Linked DNA regions of Arabidopsis thaliana: region 2 is linked to region 1. A link is a contact called in public capture Hi-C data. All regions are on one chromosome and are shown on one strand. The core of a region is the stretch at or near the end of the contact, and the rest is flanking DNA. Distances in the headings are between cores, read along the strand shown.

What was found. Capture Hi-C pulls out chosen DNA fragments and counts their contacts.
Region 2: a capture Hi-C map of root shows a contact between it and region 1, with 4 times the contacts expected there. A contact is called at or near these places in 1 of 26 Hi-C or Micro-C datasets (callus) and 1 of 3 other capture datasets (root).

What each region holds. Positions count from the first base shown.
Region 1 is chr3:18,725,597-18,729,470 of TAIR10.1, forward strand. HR2 (homolog of RPW8 2) reads left to right here and starts at 2,070. Exons shown (of 2, transcript NM_114906.2): 1 at 2,070-2,539; 2 at 2,732-3,214. The coding sequence starts at 2,244. The coding sequence ends at 3,053. HR3 (homolog of RPW8 3) reads left to right here and starts at 3,339. Exons shown (of 2, transcript NM_114907.3): 1 at 3,339-3,845. The coding sequence starts at 3,550.
Region 2 is chr3:18,850,974-18,854,808 of TAIR10.1, forward strand. AT3G50730 (Protein kinase superfamily protein) reads right to left here and starts at 2,164. Exons shown (of 6, transcript NM_114933.2): 1 at 2,004-2,164; 2 at 1,768-1,903; 3 at 1,440-1,632; 4 at 1,229-1,353; 5 at 1,000-1,158; 6 at 560-901. The coding sequence starts at 2,164. The coding sequence ends at 560.

The sequences.
Region 1 (3,874 bases), core at 820-3,319:
AATATATGATATATCTATTAAAAAATTATTTTAGTCAAATTACAATTAATGATAAGTACACGTGTCATTAAAGTAGTGTACCAAATGTCGCATTGGTAGGCAAAGTTAAAAAATGTTATAAAATAATTTAATAATATATATATAAAATATTTATGACTAAATAAACATTAAAATGTTTAACTACATTTTAAATAAATTAATCGTTTTATAGTTGGTTCAGAACACCTTGGTTGTCTTGGTACTGTGAGGAAACAACTTAATTTTGTTTAGTGAATATCTAAATAAGGTTTCATTTAACATTGTCAAACTTAAAAAAAAAAAAAGGAAGTAAACTAAGATGACAAATAAATACTTTTTTCTATATAGTAATCTTTAGTAATCATAGTCTAAGAATTTCCCTCTATTTCATGAAAATAAGGTTTCAATTAACATTGTCAAACTTAAATAAATAAAGGAAGTAGACCAAAAAAACAAGTAAATACTCTTTTCTATATAGTAATCTTTAATATTCATAGTCTAAGAATTTTCCTCTATTTCATGAACTTCTTCAACCTTCTTCTTTGTCTTCTTTGCCTAGACAGAAAAAACAAATGGAGATACACAATCACGGATAATGAGTAGGTACTTTCGGATTTGATTATTCTAGCAAGAATAATTATGCATCTCAATGGACTTTAACAACACCAGAGAAAACTTTGCATGTATTTACCAAATATTTATTTAGCTAGTATATCCCATAATTGTTGTGAAATTGAGAATTTGAATTTTCAAAGAATATACTATATACAAATATAAGTTAGTGTAGAGCTTAGATGTTTACTGAACTTGTAAGAAACACATCCAAACTCTAGAAAGATATATCGATGTACAACTAAAATATGCAAAAAAAAATGAAAAACGGATATTGTATTTGGAGCTGAGCATTTGAGACACTTGAGTTGCCAATTGCTTCTTCTCAAGCCATGCTTGTTATATAGTTGCATTCTTAAGCCATTTTTAGTTATATATTAAGTCATAAATTGTACTTTAATGTGGTGATCAAAATATTGTAACTTATGAGATATAAAGGGTCATAAATTTTTGGATCAAAGTACTCCTAAATAGTGTTTAATACCTTATTACGGTTAAGCAGCTAAGAAAATGTTAAGAGTATGCATTAATGGTAATCTATAATAGTAAATATAATAATTTTTTATTATCAAAAACATATAAATAGTGATAACTTTGTACTCTAAAACATAATATCATGTCAAAATTTTAAAGATTTGATTTTGTAATTAGTTAAGGGAGTTGCAATTATGGTAGAAAAAAATTCATTTTAAAATTGTAGTTTAATATGTAGTAATTTCATAGTTTAATGACTATTTTTCTAAATATAAGATATATCTATTAATAAATTATTTTAGTCAAATTATAATTAATGATAAGTACACGTATCATCAAAGTAGAGTGTCAAATATCGCATTGGTAGGCAAAGTTAGAAAAAACTTTCTCTTATTATAGAAGATTTTTATCTAACCAGACTTCTTGTAAATCCTTCTTATGGGTCACAAACGCACAATCAAATGCGGAAACATAAAATATTCACTTGCTTTAACAACTACTAGCTGTAAACCAAACTTAACAAAGAGGTAAGCGAAACATTTCACTATAATTAGTAGGATCAATATGAAAGAAAAACTTTTTCTATATTTAATCTAAATTTAGCTAAAAGAGTTTCCATATGATAGTCATCATAATATTTCACGATAATGTCAATATAGAATATACAATATTTCTACCAATATAAATTAGAAAAACGAGAATGGACAGAAACGTTAGGAGATTTCAGTACACGTCAGTGATTAATCCAACGTATGTACAAATTCGATCATTTAGAATATGATTATCTTCCCTTTTTTTCTTTAGTTTCATATATAACTTGAAACAAACAAATTAATTTTCATTGAGAATGCTTCACTGCTCGCTCTTCTCTTCTTTAATTTCATAGTCACAACAAGTTGATCAAAATATTAATATTTAACAGAAAAAATTAATCCACATTGAGACTATTTCTCTACTCCTTTTTCTTTAATTCCATAATCACAACAAGTTGGAAAAAATCAATCCAAATAAGTGTTTTTGTCAAAAGACCAATTCAATATTGATTCATTCATATACTAACCTCGTGCGATCGAGAGCTAAAGCTAATTGCAATAAATCTCTTTGTAATTTAAGTAATCCTTAAAAAAAAACTATACAAAATGCCTCTTACCGAGATTATCGCAGGGGCTGCTCTTGGACTTGCTCTCCAAATCCTTCACGAGGCCATCCAAAGAGCAAAAGATAGATCCTTAACCACAAGTTGTATCTTGGACCGTCTCGATTCTACAATCTTGAGGATCACTCCACTGATGGCTAAGGTCGAAAAGCTCAACAAAGAATCCGATGAATCTCTGAGGAAAGTCTTCGAAGATCTTAAACATCTTCTCGAGAAAGCCGTGGTTCTTGTCGAAGCTTATGCGGAGCTCAAACGCAGAAACTTACTTGGAAAATATAGGTTTGTGAATCTTTTGGTCTCGTATATATATACATGAAATAATGATTTTTTTTTTAATCTTAGATACATGAATACTTCTACATATTACTTGATCTCCCAACATTATATAGACACCAATTAAACAAAAACCTATCATTTTTTTTTGTTTCATGTATGTATTTAATTACATACTAAAGTGTACTGTTGTTTTAGGTACAAGAGAAGAATCAAAGAGTTAGAAGGTTCATTGAAATGGATGGTAGATGTTGACGTTAAAGTCAATCAATGGGCAGATATCAAAGATCTTATGGCCAAGATGTCTGAAATGAACACTAAACTTGAAAAAATCATGGGTCAACCAATAGATTGTATTATATCTGAAGATAATACTAATATGGACATAGTCGAAAGAGTTGATCCATCATTGGAAGCAAAAGCTGGATGCTCAAATAGCGATTCTAAGCCGAAGATCGATATCCACCTTCGATGGAGCAAGCAAAGCAAAGATCACGGAATTCGCTTCGTTTTGAATTAGTTTTTTTTTTGATGTGGTATGTGTCATAGACCAGCAAAATTGAGAAAGAAAATAATCAAATGTAAAAAAAAAAAAAAAATTATACTTACGAATATTGTGTTATCAACTTATCATACATATAACGCCTGCTTGTATAAACAAAAAAGAAGATTGGTTCCAACTAATATGTAAATTAAGATTTTTGGATTTTTTTAATGCAAATGTACAAGTCAACATTTAATCCTACTGTTAAAGTCAATCATTGAGATTGATTCTCCCTTCTTCGTAATTTAAAAATCACAACAACTTGCATATAGATCCAATTATCTCCTTTCACCTAGAAAGAAAGAGAGTCGACTAATTCTAAGTCTTTAAGTCAACGTCTCTTGTCTTCATATAGTTCATCAAAAACAAAACGTTTTGTTAAACAAAAGATTCTTCAATGGTTTCATGTATATAGATTGCTCCATACAATCACGTTGAGAGCTAAAGAGCTAATCTCTTGACCCAAAGAAAAATGCCGGTTAGTGAGATTATGGCAGGGGCAGCTCTTGGACTTGCTCTCCAAGTCCTTCACGATGCCATCAAAAAAGCAAAAGATAGATCTCTAACTACAAGATGCATCTTGGACCGTCTTGATGCTACAATCTTTAGGATCACTCCGTTGGTGACTCAAGTCGATAAGCTTAGCGAAGAAGTGGAAGATTCACCGAGGAAAGTCATCGAAGATCTTAAGCATCTCCTTGAAAAGGCTGTTTCTCTTGTTGAGGCTTATGCGGAACTCAGACGCAGAAACTTACTCAAGAAGTTCAGGTTTGTATACAATCCATGAAATGCATGAA
Region 2 (3,835 bases), core at 914-3,413, 130 kb after region 1:
TAATATGTGCATTAGTGCTGGTATGATGATCGCATTCAAATTTAACATCGGCAAAAACCAAAAAGTAGAACTAAAATTTGGTTTCAACAAATATCACTATAATTATCATAAATGTAGGGTTTTCGAATAGACATATCTGTATATACCTACACAATGTGCACCCTCCTTTAAATGTTAGACATTTCAACTAGAAAATGTTAGAGAATGTTAAAGGAGGGTGCACATTCAGAAAACGTTACATTTCAACTATGATTATCATTTCTAATAGAAAATGTTACATTTACCAAAACCAACTTGAGATTTAGTCAGTACATACTCTATATAGTTACAACAAGGATATATTTTCTGTATAAACAAAAATAGTTGAAATGTCCATGAAAAGAAGAACGAGAATTCATTGCTTTAGGAAAAATTTCCTCACAAAAAAAAAAACAGAAAAAATAACAAGAAAACACAAAGAAGAAAGAAAGAACAAACACTAACAGAATCTTCAGTCTTGTCTTTCCTTAAATCCACCAACTTTCCATTTTTTATTTTTATGGAAAGACACAAAAAATAATCATGGCTTGTAGTTGTACAACCAAACCTTGAACTTCTTAAAGAAAGGAAATCTCATCTTCACCAGTTTCTTCTTCTTCTTCTTCTCCTTAGGTTTCTTCACCTTGCAAAAATGCTCTTGAAGAAGAGGAGAGTTCTCTGATTCCTCCATCTCACCTTCATAAGCTTCCCCATCCGGTAGTGTTGTGCCAATGCTACTGTCTGAGCTCATTCTTCTTAGCAAGTTTGTCAGCATAACCGAAATCTCTTTAAATTCCGGACGCGCATCCGGGTCTTGTGCCCAACATGATTCAACGATTGGGACAAACACGTCGGGAGTCTTCGTAAGTATTGGTCTCCGACCCTGTAATAAAAAGATATCCAACATTTTAAAACCTTATTCCTTTTAAGTTAAAAAGGATGATGTGTTTTTATCAAAAAAAAGTTGATGTTTGACTTTACTTGGCTAACAAGATAGGGAACAAAGAGGCTATTAGGCACGTCAGGGAATGGTTCTTCGTTCGTAACCAGCTGCCATAATACTATGGCAAAGCTGTAAATATCAGCCTTATGGTCATATTCCTTCTTCTCCCCAACTCTCAGCGGCTCAGGGCTATACACCTGTGGTTACGGAACAGAAAATATTTAGTTTATATGTTTCGAAATAGAAAACTAAGCTCAAAATGATCACTACCTCAGGAGCCATCCATTTAGAGGTGCCAGCCTCACAGGTCATGCCACCTCTAGTTTCTTCTCTTGCAATTCCAAAGTCAGCCAATTTCACATGTTTCAGATCACCGGTTACCAACAAATTCCCTACACAAAACACACCAAATTATCAAATTTTGTTTCTCTGTTTACAAGAAATACTGAGTAAAAATTGGCGCATGTTTATTGTTTACTTGGATTTAAATCACGGTGAATGATGCCATTTGAGTGCACAAACTCCATGGCTCGTGAAATATCCAAAGCAAAGCTTAGTGACATCTTTAGGTCAAGAGGACCCGGACGAGAGTGCATGAACCTCTGTAGAGTGCCGCCTTCAACGAGTTCGGTAACTATAATCAATTGTGGTTCTATGCAAGCTCCAACAAACTATATATACATCATCAATAATCATGTTTATTTATTTTACTTTACTTTTCAAAAAAAAAAAACATGTTTAATATGTCATTATTATAACATTAATATTGAAACCACCAATATAAATATATATTTCTCAATTTTCACCTTCACAATGTTGTCATGTTTCATCTTGGATAGTAACAGAACTTCCTTTTGAAACGTTTTTTTGTGCGCTTTGGTTACAGCGGAAGTTGTACTCGGATCCATGATCTTCACCGCCACGGGAAATTGGTTTCTTAGCCTATAAATCATGATAGAGAACATATGAAAACTTAGTGATGATTAAACTGATTAAACGCATTTGAATTCATCAATATAATATAGCGAGAGATGAAACACACAATCCTTTGTAGACGATGGAGTAAGCTCCTTCTCCAATCATCTCTCCCACTACGACATCGTTTCGGTCGAGAAGCAATTCTCTGCTGATACTGAAATGGAATGGCTCGTCGTCGGACTCATTGTGAGAAGGATAGTTTCTGAAAATCATTCGAGATATCATTTTGAAGAATGGAAGTGAGTGAGGACTAAGGATGATGAGTGAAAGAGGAAGAGTTGTACCTATTTATAGTACTACAAATGTGGGTGGTAATTCTGTAATTCTGTATGTAGTCTAAAACTGGATGGTTATGTGGGAGAGGAAAAACTGAATTTTGTTTCATGTATATTAATTGACAATTAATGGTAAAAGAAGGGAAAGTATTGTTTACCCAATTAGCATGAATTGCATGACATGGTTTTGTTACTAACCTTATCTCTTTAAGTAACTTTTTTTTTTATAATTTATTCACCACCATATGTCATGATTTTCTTGTAATCTTATCTTTAAGTAAATTTTTTCATAAATATGTTTAACACCTTTCTTTTTAATTTTTCATATAACCGTTACTCTATACTGACTATACATATACATTGTGGACCCGATATGTAAATATGCAACTCTTTTAGAAGAAAAAAAACTTTATGCATGACGTGCACAAATGTATACCACGAGAAAAAATGGTAAAATTGGAAAAACTACATTATTTTTCAATTTCTATTTTTTTATTTTATAAAATATATATATATATATATTAATGTATTTATTTGTATCGCCAATAATTTTAATGATAAAATAGAAGGTGACACAGTTAGAATGAAGGCGATAAATATTTATTTTTTTAAAGTGTTCTATGATCATAAGTATTAAAAATAATAGATTCACTAATAGTTTTTGTTTTCTTTAGTTAGCTAAGAAATTATGTGCCGATACATCTTGTAAGTCTAGCCCCTACCTAATACTTTATAATGTATGTAGTGAATTTTCTTCTATTTTTATTATTAAAGATTGGATAAAATAATCATTCAAGCATCATAGTCCATAGTAATCTTGCTTTGTTTCGCAACCAAGTAAGACATCTCAATTGCGATATCATGGCGAAATGTTTTCAAACTTTCACGTCTATGTTGTATCACATATCCAATTTATGCCATAGACTTGGTGGAGTGCATATCTAAATCCCACAATGTACGTCTAGGATATAGAAGAGCTCATGCAGTCATGCTAATACAAGTTGGATATGTGTATTGTGTATATATGAAAGAATTGTGATTTTAGGGAAGAGACACAACCCTGCGTATTGAAGAAGAGAGGACTTCAAAATTATAAAGATGAGTACTAAAATTTTCTACCTTAAGAAATAAGAACTCAAACGAAAAATACATTTAGACTTCTTTCCTCCTAATTTTAAATACTATTCGATCGTTGTAACGGAAACAAGACTTAATAGTTAATAACTTAATATGGGTTAGTTTGGGTCAAGATTTAGAAACCCATCAGTATTGTATATTACTTTCACCCACAAAAACTAGTTTTTCAAAGCATTAGTTGTTCAGTAAAAAGGAGACTAGTGTTTTACAATATACAAAAGCTGTGAAAATATGTTTTACAATTTAAGGCTGGTCCTGTTCCTTATTTCCTTTGTTACGTTTTAAATTCTTATAATTTTTACGAAGATTGTAACGAGTTTTTTTTTTTTTTTTTTTTGTAATGTTTCAACAGAAAAACGACGGTTTACAACAGTTAGAGTTTGACCCCCCCAAAAAAAGGACGGTTTACACATATATAGAAATACTCTGAAAAAATGAGAAGAACTGGAATAACAAATAGTGGAAAAAGAATTGAAAAAAAAAA